Regions from separate parts of the Ovis aries genome. Here all the other regions are linked to region 1. Evidence: chromatin contacts called from public Hi-C data. All regions are on one chromosome and are shown on one strand. The core of a region is the stretch at or near the end of the contact, and the rest is flanking DNA. Distances in the headings are between cores, read along the strand shown. Region 1 has its middle 86 kb from the start of EPCAM. Region 2 overlaps TTC7A (tetratricopeptide repeat domain 7A). Region 3 overlaps TTC7A (tetratricopeptide repeat domain 7A).

Region 1 (3,651 bases), core at 564-3,063:
AAAATGGATACCGAAATAAACGGATGAGAAAGAAAACAGTTCTCTGTCCTTATGGAGCTTATATACTTGTTGGGAAGGCAGACAACATGCAAATAAACAGAAATAAGTAATATGTCAGGTTGTGATAAATGATAGAATAGCAACTGAGGGGCCGAACAGGCCAATGGCCCAGAGGATGAGGGAGGGTGTTATTTTAGACAGGAAAGACAGGGAAAGCCTCTCTCCCTAAGATGGCATTTAAATAAGGACCTGAAGGAGGTGAGGGGGTGGGTCACGTGGACAACTAGGGAAACAGCATTCCAGGCAGAGGGACTAGCAAGAGCCAGAGTCTGAGATGGGAGCATGTCTGCTGAGTTCATGGGACTGCAGGTGGATATGGCCACAGGAGTGAGTGATAGCGAAGCTGTAGACAGAGGCTCCAATAAGTCATTAAGAAGCAGGGGCCAGAGCACTTGGAACCTTTAGGCCTAGGCAGAAACTTCTGTTTTTACCGCAAGTGAGATGGGGAGCCATTACAGGGATTTGAGAAGAGAGACAGTCTAACTTAAGTTTATGAGCATTTATGATCTTATTCGACCTCCTGGCTGTCTTTGGAGAATAGACTGTCTGTGGCGGGTGCTCACAAAGATCATAGATGTGGCGTGAGTACATGTTAAGTCACTCAGTTGTCCTACTCTTTGTGATCCTATGGACTGTAGCCCACCAGGCTCCTCTGTCCAAGGGATTTTCCAGGTAAGAATACTGGAGTGGGTTGCCAGCCCCTCCTCCAGGGGATCAGGTAACGTGTGACCAGATGCAAATGGCCCTTGAGGACAGCATGGGTTTATCCTTGATTGGACAGGAAATGGGAGTATTTGCTCCCTTTATGTTCTGCTGCTTCTCCTTTAGAGAAGCGCCCCAGCCAATGAAGGTTTTCTGCCCCTGGTCATTCAATGAGCCTGGAGAGACCAAACAGAATTCATGGTAAATAAACAGGGAACCTGGCCTGCCAAACCGACAGTTCTGACTTTGCATGTAACCATACACCCAAATGGCAACCCACTCCAGTACTCTTGCCTGGAAAATCCCATGGATGGAGGAGCCTGGTAGGCTGCAGTCCATGGGGTCGCTGAGTCGGACGACTGAGCGACTTCACTTTCACTTTTCACTTTCATGCATTGGAGAAGGAAATGGCAACCCACTCCAGTGTTCCTGCCTGGAGAATCCCAGGGACGGCGGAGCCTGGTGGGCTGCTGTCTTTGGGGTCGCACAGAGTCGGACACGACTGAAGTGACTTAGCAAATACACCCAAAAAGTCAAGGCAGACTTCCGGCAGGAGGTTGGGGGCGGGGGTGGGGGTGGGGGGTGGTGGTCAATTACCCAGTGATTCACAAAATTCAAAGCATGGCGGGAGAAACTAGCCTTTCACAAGCCAGCAATGGCTGCTGGCTCTGAGTCACCTTCAGGATGGTCCTGGCAAGTGAGCTCTTAAAAAAAAAAAAGTGCTTGGCTGGGAGAAGGAATGAACGACTTTGCCTACCTAGTCCCTCCAAGCCCCTTTCCAGACGTATCTGATAAGTCCTCCTCCAAAGAATGGAATCTGTAACCGTGGAATTTCAAGCATCTGGTAAGGCCGGCCCCTAACCAGCTTTAGACCATCACGGGAGCGCCTCTATTTCTATTACAAAAAAGGTTGCAATTCCCACCTCCCTCCTCCCGCGGCCAGGTAGGGCGGGATGCCGGGTTCTGGGGCCTGCCCGCCGCCGGGTCGGGTCCTGATGTGCAGGGGCGGCGGCGGTGCGTGCAGTGGAGGCCGGCGCTCGGCAGGGGGCGCAGAGGGCCCGCTGGGCGCCTCCGGAGCCCAGCTTCCAGCTTTTGCTTCCTGCCGGGAGGCTACGTGTCCCACCGCCCCGTGGCCACACCGCCCAAACGCTCGTCCAGCCTCCGGGCGGGTGTGGCTGTCCTCAGGAAGCGCCTTCCTAGGCCTTCATCCCTCAGTCCCCCTTCCCGGCTGCGGCCTTAGCCCATTTTCCGGTTGCGCCACCTCCTGCAAAGGCTACCCGTTGTTCCCGCAATTCCTTCCCTTCCAGGTGTGGCCGGTGGTGGTCAGGGTGGGGCATGATCGCGAGGAAGAGGGCTCGAGACTCCGGACCGTGAGGATTAGAGGTTTTGTAGAAAGAAGCTGCAGGTGAGAGGTCAGAGCCAATTTCACCCCTTACCCAGCCCTTGCCATGTGGTCCCAAGCCTTGGGGCGGGACACATAGGTGGGGTCCAAGTGTAGAGCCCCAGGCCCAGGAAAGGAGGGCTGGTATGTCCTCTGTTTACCTGTGCCTGCCTGGGAGGGGGCAATCACTATTTGAATGAATGAAAGAAACAGAAAGAAAGAAATGAAAGTGGCCTCTCTGCCCAAGACTTGGCTCTGGCCCACCCTGTGCTGGCACGTTACTCACTTTTTGCTCCTTACCTGCCAGCCTCCTGAAAATCATCTTTCCACACCCCACAACCTTCCTTGCACTTCCTTCCACTGCTCAAAACCTTGCACTAGCTACAGTCCACAGGGTTAAAAAAAAGGTGCTGGGCTTCCCAGGTGGCTCTAGTGGTAAGAACCCGCCTGCCAATGCAGGAGACTCAGGAGGTGCAGGTTTGATTCCTGGGTCAGGAAGATCCCCTGGAGGAGGGCATGGCAATCCACTACAGTATTCTTGCCTGGAGAATCCCATGAACAGAGAAGCCTGGTGGGCTACAGTCCATAAGGTCGCAAAGAATTGGACATGACTGAAGCAGCTCGTTGAGAAATCTGCATGCAGGTCAGGAAGCAACAGTTAGAACTGGACATGGAACAACAGACTGGTTCCAAATAGCAAAAGGAGTACGTCAAGGCTGTATATTGTCACACTGCTTTTTTAACTTATATGCAGAGTACATCATGAGAAATGCTGGACTGGAAGAAACACAAGCTGGAATCAAGATTGCCGGGAGAAATAGCAATTACCTCAGATATGCAGATGGCACCACCCTTATGGCAGAAAGTGAAGAGGAACTAAAAAGCCTCTTGATGAAAGTGAAAGTGGAGAGTGAAAAAGTTGGCTTAAAGTTCAACATTCAGAAAATGAAGATCATGGCATCCGGTCCCATCGCTTCATGGGAAGTAGATGGGGAAACAGTGGAAACACTGTCAGACTTTATCTTTTTGGGCTCCAAAATCAGTGCAGATGGTGATTGCAGCCATGAAATTAAAAGACGCTTACTCCTTGGAAGAAAAGTTATGACCAACCTAGATAGCATATTCAAAAGCAGAGACATTACTTTGCCGACTAAGGTCCATCTAGTCAAGGCTATGGTTTTTCCTGTGGTCACGTATGGATGTGAGAGTTGGACTGTGAAGAAGGCTGAGCACCAAAGAATTGATGTGTTTGAACTGTGGTGTTGGAGAAGACTCTTGAGAGTCCCTTGGACTGCAAGGAGATCCAACCAGTCCATTCTGAAGGAGATCAGCCCTGGGATTTCTTTGGAAGGAATGATGCTAAAGCTGAAACTCCAGTACTTTGGCCACCTCATGCGAAGAGTTGACTCATTGGAAAAGACTCTGATGCTGGGAGGGATTGGGAGCAGGAGGAGAAGGGGATGACAGAGGATGAGATGGCTGGATGGCATCACGGACTCGATGGACAT
Region 2 (3,835 bases), core at 1,243-3,742, 200 kb after region 1:
TGTCTGGTTCTCGTCACGCCAGGTTCACGCTGTCCCTGCAGGGCTGTCAGCCACTGCCTCATCACGTTTCTGCCTTTTTAAACTCAAGCTCCATTAACTAAAGGTCACCCCACAGCACGGAAATAAAGATCCCCTTTGCTATGTTTTCTAATCCCTGAATTTGAAGTCAGCTCCACAAAGGCTAGGATTTTCTCCAGGAGTCTTGAGTCCTGGAAATGGTGACCTCCTGGTAGCTGCTAGGGAGCCGGGAACACTTCTTCTCAGCTTCCACTGACCCTCATATGCAGGACGCCCTCCCCTGGCCCACTACGTGCGCTGCCCTCCTTGAGCCCCTCGTCACAGCCTTATGCTGTGGACCATTTCCCCTTCCCCCTCTGCTGCCCTTGAACCCGGCTGTAAACTGACTGCGAGATCTTCTCTTGTCTGAATCTCACAATAGACCCTGGAAGCAGAGGGACGCAGGAGAGATGTCAGTCTTTCAGCAGCTGAGGAGAAGGGGACATGGGAAGGAGGAGCAAGCTGCTGGAGGGAGCATAGCTAAGTGGCAGCCAGGGACCTGCTGCAGCTCCCACGTGGGGACAAGCCAGGAGGAAAGGGTCTATTCCACTCCCCAGCATCCCCCGGTGCCAGCCCTCCTCCACCCAACACGCACCTGCCAGCCTCTCCTTCACTTTGCACAAAGGAAGAGCAAGGTCTCAGCCACTGGAACCGGCAAGGCGCTAGGTGGCACCCAGACCTGGTGCCTTTGAGTGCCCACAGGACAGACCTTGTTGACAATGCTGAGGTCAGGGCATCTACCCCATCACTGGGGGCGGATTTTTTTGTCTGGCTGCACTGAGATTTATTGAATTAGGGGTTTAATTAACTGCCGTGGCAACAGCTGGAGCTGCACACAGCTTGTTCCCAACGCAGGGAGCAGCTGGAAGAGCAGGCTGCAGTTTCAGCTGAAGGGCAGTGACACTCTCCAGTGATCCCTGACCGTAATGGGCGCAGTGACATTTCCTGCTAGTCCACGGGTCTCATCCGTGGGGAAAAGCACTGAATTATCTGCAAAGACCCACGGTCACACCCTAGGTCACTCCACAGTGCTGTGGTAGGTGGCTATTCCCCCTCATACCCCACTGTCCCTCCCTCCTGACGCCCCCCTCCCTGTTTTTTTTGGCTTAAGACAACAGAAATATACTGTCTTACAGTTCTGGAAGCCAGAAGCCCCTTATATTTTATTCAGTTAGTTTTGTAGCCTTTTAGGGCTGGCCCAGTTCAAAGGGGAGCTCCCCATGGTCACGAATGTGAGGGGCACACGGTGGCTCAGAGATAAGAACCTCCTCTCTCCGTGGATGGGCAGGTTCACAGAAGCACCAGGGGAGATGGGATGCTCTGGGCCCCCAACGCTCCACAGCAGGCTTCTCTGTGGTGACAGAGGAACACAAGAACCCCAAGTGTGCTCTGGGAATGGGACTTCCTCGGGCTGGGACGCCAGAGGTGTCTCCCCGTGCTTCCAGCCCGAGAGGGCCTGAGGCCCCTGCAGTGGCCCTGCGGTGTTTGGATAGAGGGGCTCTGCTCCCAGGGCAGAGGCTGCCCCAGGCTAAAGGCTCCTGTCTGCAGAAGCGGGGACCCGGCTGACACCGAGCGGCAGCCACCATACGCGCTGACCACCAGCACAATCTCCACCCGGGGCTCCCCGCTTTTTTTGGCTTCTATTCTCCCGATGCAGGCACACAGGCGCAAATGTCACAGCTCGGGTCCAGGTATTCTTGGGGGCCCAGGAGGCCACTCACGGGGCTCTGGGGGAAGTCACCAACCTCACAGCAAGGCCCCACCCCTGGCCCCACCTCTCCAAGACACTTTGAGTGACTGAAGCATTTCCTGGGGAAAGAGTCCGCACCTGAGTGAGGTGAGAGGAAAGAAGAAGGGGGTGGTGGAAGTGCACTTGGAGGACCAGAAAGAGACGGTTCCGCACTCAGCCCAAGAACCAGGCGCAGGTGGTGGGGGCGGCAAGGAGGAAGAGGATGGCGGCGGGCAGGAGACGCCTCCCAGGGCGTGAAACAAGACAGGTGAGGTGGGCTTCTGCCTCGCACATGGGAAGTGTCAAGCCGACTTCAAAAAGTGGCGCTGGCCTCGCCACATCAGGCCAGGGAGGGGATTCCGCCAGCACAGAGCATCCAGCCCAGGGGTTAGGAGGAGACGCGCGCAGTCAGATGGGCGACACTGGCATGAGAAGCTCCTGCACGGGATCGGGGGCCCAAGGGAGCAGTCTGTGCAGCCCCTTCTGCGGCTTCCACGGGACAGCCCTGCGCCCATCTGCTCGGTCGCCATCTGTTAATACATGGAAGATTTCACTCGGATAAAGGACAACGTCTGACGCCTGGCCCAGCCTCTGGTTTCTTCTGTGACACACACTGAGCCAGGGGCTGGATAAGGACTCTAACCCGTTTACTGTTCTAACCCTTCCGCAGAAGCCTAACTGACAATAAAACACACAGAGGCACGCCCATACACACACACACGCACACACACGGCTGGCAGCAGGCCATGGGTCTGACCCTGCCAGATAGTCTTGAGCTTGGGAAAAAGCCAGGTTAACTGGTACCAGAAGAGGAAGACCTTTGTCCTTCCTGTATTTTTATAAAAGTAAAAAATAAACTTCTAAACAGTAGGTCTTGGTGTACTGTATTTGGGATTAGGTAACTACACCTTGTCCACACACAGTTCTATCTACGTGGTGCATGCCCTAGGCGACTTGCCTTTTAAAGTGAACTAATTTCAATTTTAATAATCTCTCAAATATAGAAGGGAGGCCAAGAGCCAGGGCTGTCTTGTGAACACAAAGGACAGGCTATGTGGAGCTGGCCTTGCACCATCTCGGCTCACACCTGACCAGGGGCAGCTGGGACTACCTGGGCTCTGCTGACCCTAGTCCAGACTAACACCCCCACCCCGCCCAGAGCATCGTGACTCCTGACCCCGCTGTTCTGGCCCAGGTGGGTCCCAGCTGCTCCTGGTCAGGTGTGAGCTGAGATGGTGCAAGGCCAGCTCCACATAGCCGGTCCTTTGTGTTCATAAGACTTGCTGAGGACAAAGCCACTCCCAGCAAAGTCCACAGGCAAAGCCACCGTGGCATCTTCTGAAGGAGGCCCAAGGCACAGGGAAGCCCGAGCCCCTGGCGCAAAGGGTCAGTCCTGCCTCTGCTGGACTATAGGTAAACAGACAAGTGCTTGGGCTCTCCACGTGGAGGGACTCTCCCTGGGCCGGGCCGCCTGAAGCTCCTCTCGATCACTGATCTCAGCTGTGGCACCCACCAATTTCCCTAATTCTTTGTGGAACTGTTTTCACTGCCAGCGTGAGTCACCTCTCAGGGCACCAGGACCACACTCCTTTCTGCTGTCTAAGGACAACAGCCTTTGGCTGGTTCCAAAGGGTTCTCTTTCAAACCCTGAGCACAGTGGGAGTGGGGGTGCTCAGGGCCCCTCATTCTGGGATCAGGGGATTCAGAGAAACAGGGTTTATTAGCACCCAACGTTACCTGTCTCGGGGAAGGAGGGCAGAAATCAAAAGGTGACCTCCCCCTCATTTCCTCCCAAGGGGCAACGCACCCTCCTGCGTCAGCCAGTCAGTGAGGCTCTTGTTCCCCAGGGTCCTGGTTGGATGGCAGCAGGTCCCCTGTGTATAGGTGGGGGCAAGAGGGTCTAGTCCTGCCCCACCCACCACCACTGGGGCCACGTGCAGCGTGAACCCTGCTCCCTAGAGACAGGCATCTGGGTGATGCGGCAAGCAGGAGCTGTGGAGGAGTCGAGGATAGAGGGAGAGGCCAGGACCACTCTGGGGGGATATAAAT
Region 3 (3,448 bases), core at 658-3,157, 240 kb after region 1:
TGCTAACCTGTTCTGAAATGTCGTGAATGCCCCTCTGCCTCAGCTCACCCCTCCAGGAAATGGGAAACAAGCTGGGGTCTCTCCCACCAGCCTGAATAATCCTGTCACAGGTCTCAACTGCCAGTGCCAGGTAGAGCTGGGGCTTTTCTGAACCCCGTGAGAGGCCAGTTTGAAAGATCTCTTTGTTCCAATCTCTCACATTGACCTTTCTGAGCAAAGCTGCCACTTTTAACAATGTCCAAACAGGAGCCTCCAACAAACCCTGGCCCAGAATCAGGCTGCACGCAGACAAACCAGGAGGCCATGGATTCCAACTCAAGCAAACCCTGGCTGGTCAGGAGCAGAGAGAAAGAGGAGATGTGCGTGCAGGCATGGGTTAATGGAAACAACCTGTCTTAGAGCAGCCTGCAAGTGGGCCACACAAGGAGGTGGCAAGCTCCCCGGGGCCCCTGGTCAGCAGCAGGCAGTGGGGAGGATTTTGCAAAGCACTTTATCTCATCCAGCCTTTGCAACTTCTAATGAGATTGGTGAGGGAAGCTTCATATTCCCGGGCACCAGCTCAATGCTTGGAACACAGGAGGCACTCAAGAAATTATTGTGGAATAAATCCATCCTCATTCTCCAAAGGGAAAATTAAAGCCCTGAAGATGCCTGCCTTTTTAGGCCATCACTCACCCAATGGAAAAGGTGGGCTCCCTGCAGGCACCAAGGGATTCAGATTTCACTCCCTTCTAGCTAACCAGACTCTCCAGAAAGACAACAGTGTTCTGACTTGGCATAGTTACACTTCCCTTTCCTGGCTATTTGAACTCCAGGACTCCTTCGACGAAGTCTTTTCAAAGGGCTCACTGCATACCAAGTACCTGGATATTGTCCGACGCGATGGACATGAGTTTGAGCAAGCTCCGGGAGTTGGTAACGGACAGGGACGCCTGGAGTGCTGCAGTCCATGGGGTCACAATGAATCAGACACGACTGAGTGACTGAACTGAACTGGATATTGAACACCAACTATCCTGTTCTCAACAGGCATCCAACTAATACAGGGGGGATGAATTAAAAGACTGAATGATGAATGAATAGCTCATTTATGGGCTTGCACGTAAGGTGCTCATGGTCTATAAATTTAGTCACGCCCCTGATTTATTCAAGAGCTTAGCAAAATATTTTGCATACAGTAGGGCGCTCAACAAATTTTCTTGAGGGGGAGAATGAGAAGCAGGGAATGAGAAAATACATGGAATCACCACCAAGTGGAACCTAAACAGGCTCTGGCACGCACGGCTCCGGCTGGAAGTCTCCGGTTCAGGGCTGGCACTGCTAATCGCATATGAGAGGTTTCTGGTCAAAGACCCAGAAATGCACAGCCAGGCCCCAATAGCTGGAGGACTGAACCAGAAGGCAGGGTCAGGTGAAGTTCAAATGGTTATCAAGCTATTCCTTCCTGCCACAGAACCACATCATCAGTTTCAAAAACTAACGCTCTCCTCTTCACTCCCAACCCCAGAAAAAGACTGTGACACTTCCGGGCAGGGCCCTGAGGACATCCAGGCAAGGACACCGGTCTAGCGAGGTAGGGGATGGGCAGTGGGTAAGGACGATAAGTAAAGACTGTGCATTGAGAGAGGCTGGAAGAATGTGCCTTCTCTGATGGGCCTCCGAGTTCTCCCTTTGCCTAAAGAGGTCTCTTCCGTGACCACCAGGAGGCTCTCCTGGGTTTTGCTGCTGGGTGACTCTGCTCCCTGGATGCCCCCTTGAGCCATCTGTCTCCTGCCCTCCCCCGGCACTGCAGATACTGGGTGGCTGATGAGAATACTAAATCACTGCTGATTGGACACATCCCTCACTGGGTTATACTCAACAGCAGGCTGGGTTTTCTAAGGTACCTACACACACACACAGTAAAAGGGAGAGTGTTTTCATAAGGCTTCACAGCCTGCCAAGCCCTGCAACTCCCTTAGAAAACACACATTCCCTTCTCTATTGTTTGGTTTTGGTACAAAACCAAATATTGCTTTAGTGATTAAAAAAAAACCAACTGAAAAGTTTTTTTAAAGAGCATGCACAAAACATTCAGCCCACCTGGTTCAACATACATAACCCAAGCTGGCTCCCAGACCTGAGCCAAGAATGAGCTCTGTACATCTAGGGAGAAGGAAAGGAAAAAAAAACACTCCAAGGAGAAAATGGCCCCTTGCCCACTGTGGGGGAAGGAGCCCAGTCAGCTCAAATTCTTTTCTTGGGAGATGCTCAGAGACTCAGTTCTAGTGAGGTCAGGGTCATCAACAGTTTCCCTGGCATTGCACCACCCTCAGCTACCCCCTGCTGCTTCACTCCTGGAACTGCTCCATGCAAAGGAGAACCAAGCCTCCCCCACAGCCAAGACCCTGGGCTCACCAACCCCCAACTGAGAGATGCCTCCTCCTGGCAGTTGTCATCCACAGAACTGCCTGGGGTGAGGCTCCAACCAGAGTCCACGGCTGCCCTCTGGTGGCAGCGAGGGGGAAGTGGAACCCAGGTATCCCAGGTCCCTGCCCCTTGGGAGGGGCCTTCAACTCTGGACTTTCAGGCCAGCACTTTCAGTCCCAGGTCAATTAGGAACTCTGCCATCAGTCACAGAGCAAGGGGCAGGAGTCAGCTGGGGAAATTAACTGCAGGATCAATAGGGCAAGGCCCTTGGAAAAAATGAATGTCCCTCAGACACTGAATGAGTAAGCGGGCAGCATGAGGGAGGCCCAGGCCTCAGTGAAGCTCAGGATTAAAGGAGCAGCACTGTCTGGAGGCCAAGCAAACACCACTCACACTGCACAGTGGAGAGCACCACACCCTTTAAGTTACGCAGATCCTCAACTGGAGGGATCAATCCTCAATCCTCAACAAGCCAGGCCCTGGGAGCCAGCACTACTCGTGGTCATCTGGCCCTTGGGGCTGGGCACCCCGTTCTCAGCAGGCTCTCCTCTGACCCTCTGGAGCCTGGGTCCACACCACACCCACACGGGAATGAGCTCCAGCTCTCAGATTCCAGCCCAGAGTCTGAGAAGCAGATACCACCACCTCCTCCTGTTCTTTGGCTCTAATGAACGTCCTCTAACACCCAACAGTGCCGGAGCTCCAGGGACTCCACTCCACCCAGCCTGTCAGAACAAAATGTCTCCCTAGAGTCCACCCTGTCCCAGGCGGCGCCCAACCCCCTGCCTTCTTTTCCTCCAGCACAGGGCACTGTCCACCATCCACACATGGCTCCCACAGCTCCCGCTCAGACGTGGGCCCTGTGAGGACGGACCTCGTCCGGCCTGGCAGCTGGGGGCAGCACTCAGGGGGCTCTCAGCAGCAAGCTGGGAGAGGAGCTGCTGTCTCTCCTCAGGGCTTTTCCATCTTAGCCACCTTTCCGCTATTGGGCTGTGACCTCTTTCAACACAGCAAAGGGTTTCTCCCAACCCTTCCCAAA

The links. Hi-C and Micro-C count contacts between places; a contact is called where the count stands out from the background.
Region 2: a Hi-C map of liver shows a contact between it and region 1, with 4 times the contacts expected there. The contact joins two enhancer-like sites. A contact is called at or near these places in 3 of 16 Hi-C or Micro-C datasets (hypothalamus, liver and tail adipose tissue).
Region 3: a contact with region 1 is called in a Hi-C map of liver, with 4 times the contacts expected there. The contact joins two enhancer-like sites. A contact is called at or near these places in 6 of 16 Hi-C or Micro-C datasets (blood, hypothalamus, liver and 3 more).

Annotation. Positions count from the first base shown.
Region 1 is chr3:77,115,703-77,119,353 of ARS-UI_Ramb_v3.0, forward strand. No RefSeq gene overlaps it. Among named protein-coding and RNA genes, the nearest start is that of EPCAM, 86 kb to the left of the region's middle. Within about 2 kb of position 1,814, at least 13 of the 54 cell types and tissues checked have an H3K27ac peak or open chromatin away from gene starts, as enhancers often do. A contact at or near this core is called in liver, where this site is marked.
Region 2 is chr3:77,314,504-77,318,338 of ARS-UI_Ramb_v3.0, forward strand. The region is part of intron 15 of TTC7A (tetratricopeptide repeat domain 7A); the gene reads right to left. Among named protein-coding and RNA genes, the nearest start is that of TRNAE-UUC, 43 kb to the left of the region's middle. Within about 2 kb of position 2,493, at least 14 of the 54 cell types and tissues checked have an H3K27ac peak or open chromatin away from gene starts, as enhancers often do. A contact at or near this core is called in liver, where this site is marked.
Region 3 is chr3:77,353,889-77,357,336 of ARS-UI_Ramb_v3.0, forward strand. All of the region lies in intron 5 of TTC7A (tetratricopeptide repeat domain 7A), which reads right to left. Among named protein-coding and RNA genes, the nearest start is that of TTC7A, 39 kb to the right of the region's middle. Within about 2 kb of position 1,908, at least 31 of the 54 cell types and tissues checked have an H3K27ac peak or open chromatin away from gene starts, as enhancers often do. A contact at or near this core is called in liver, where this site is marked.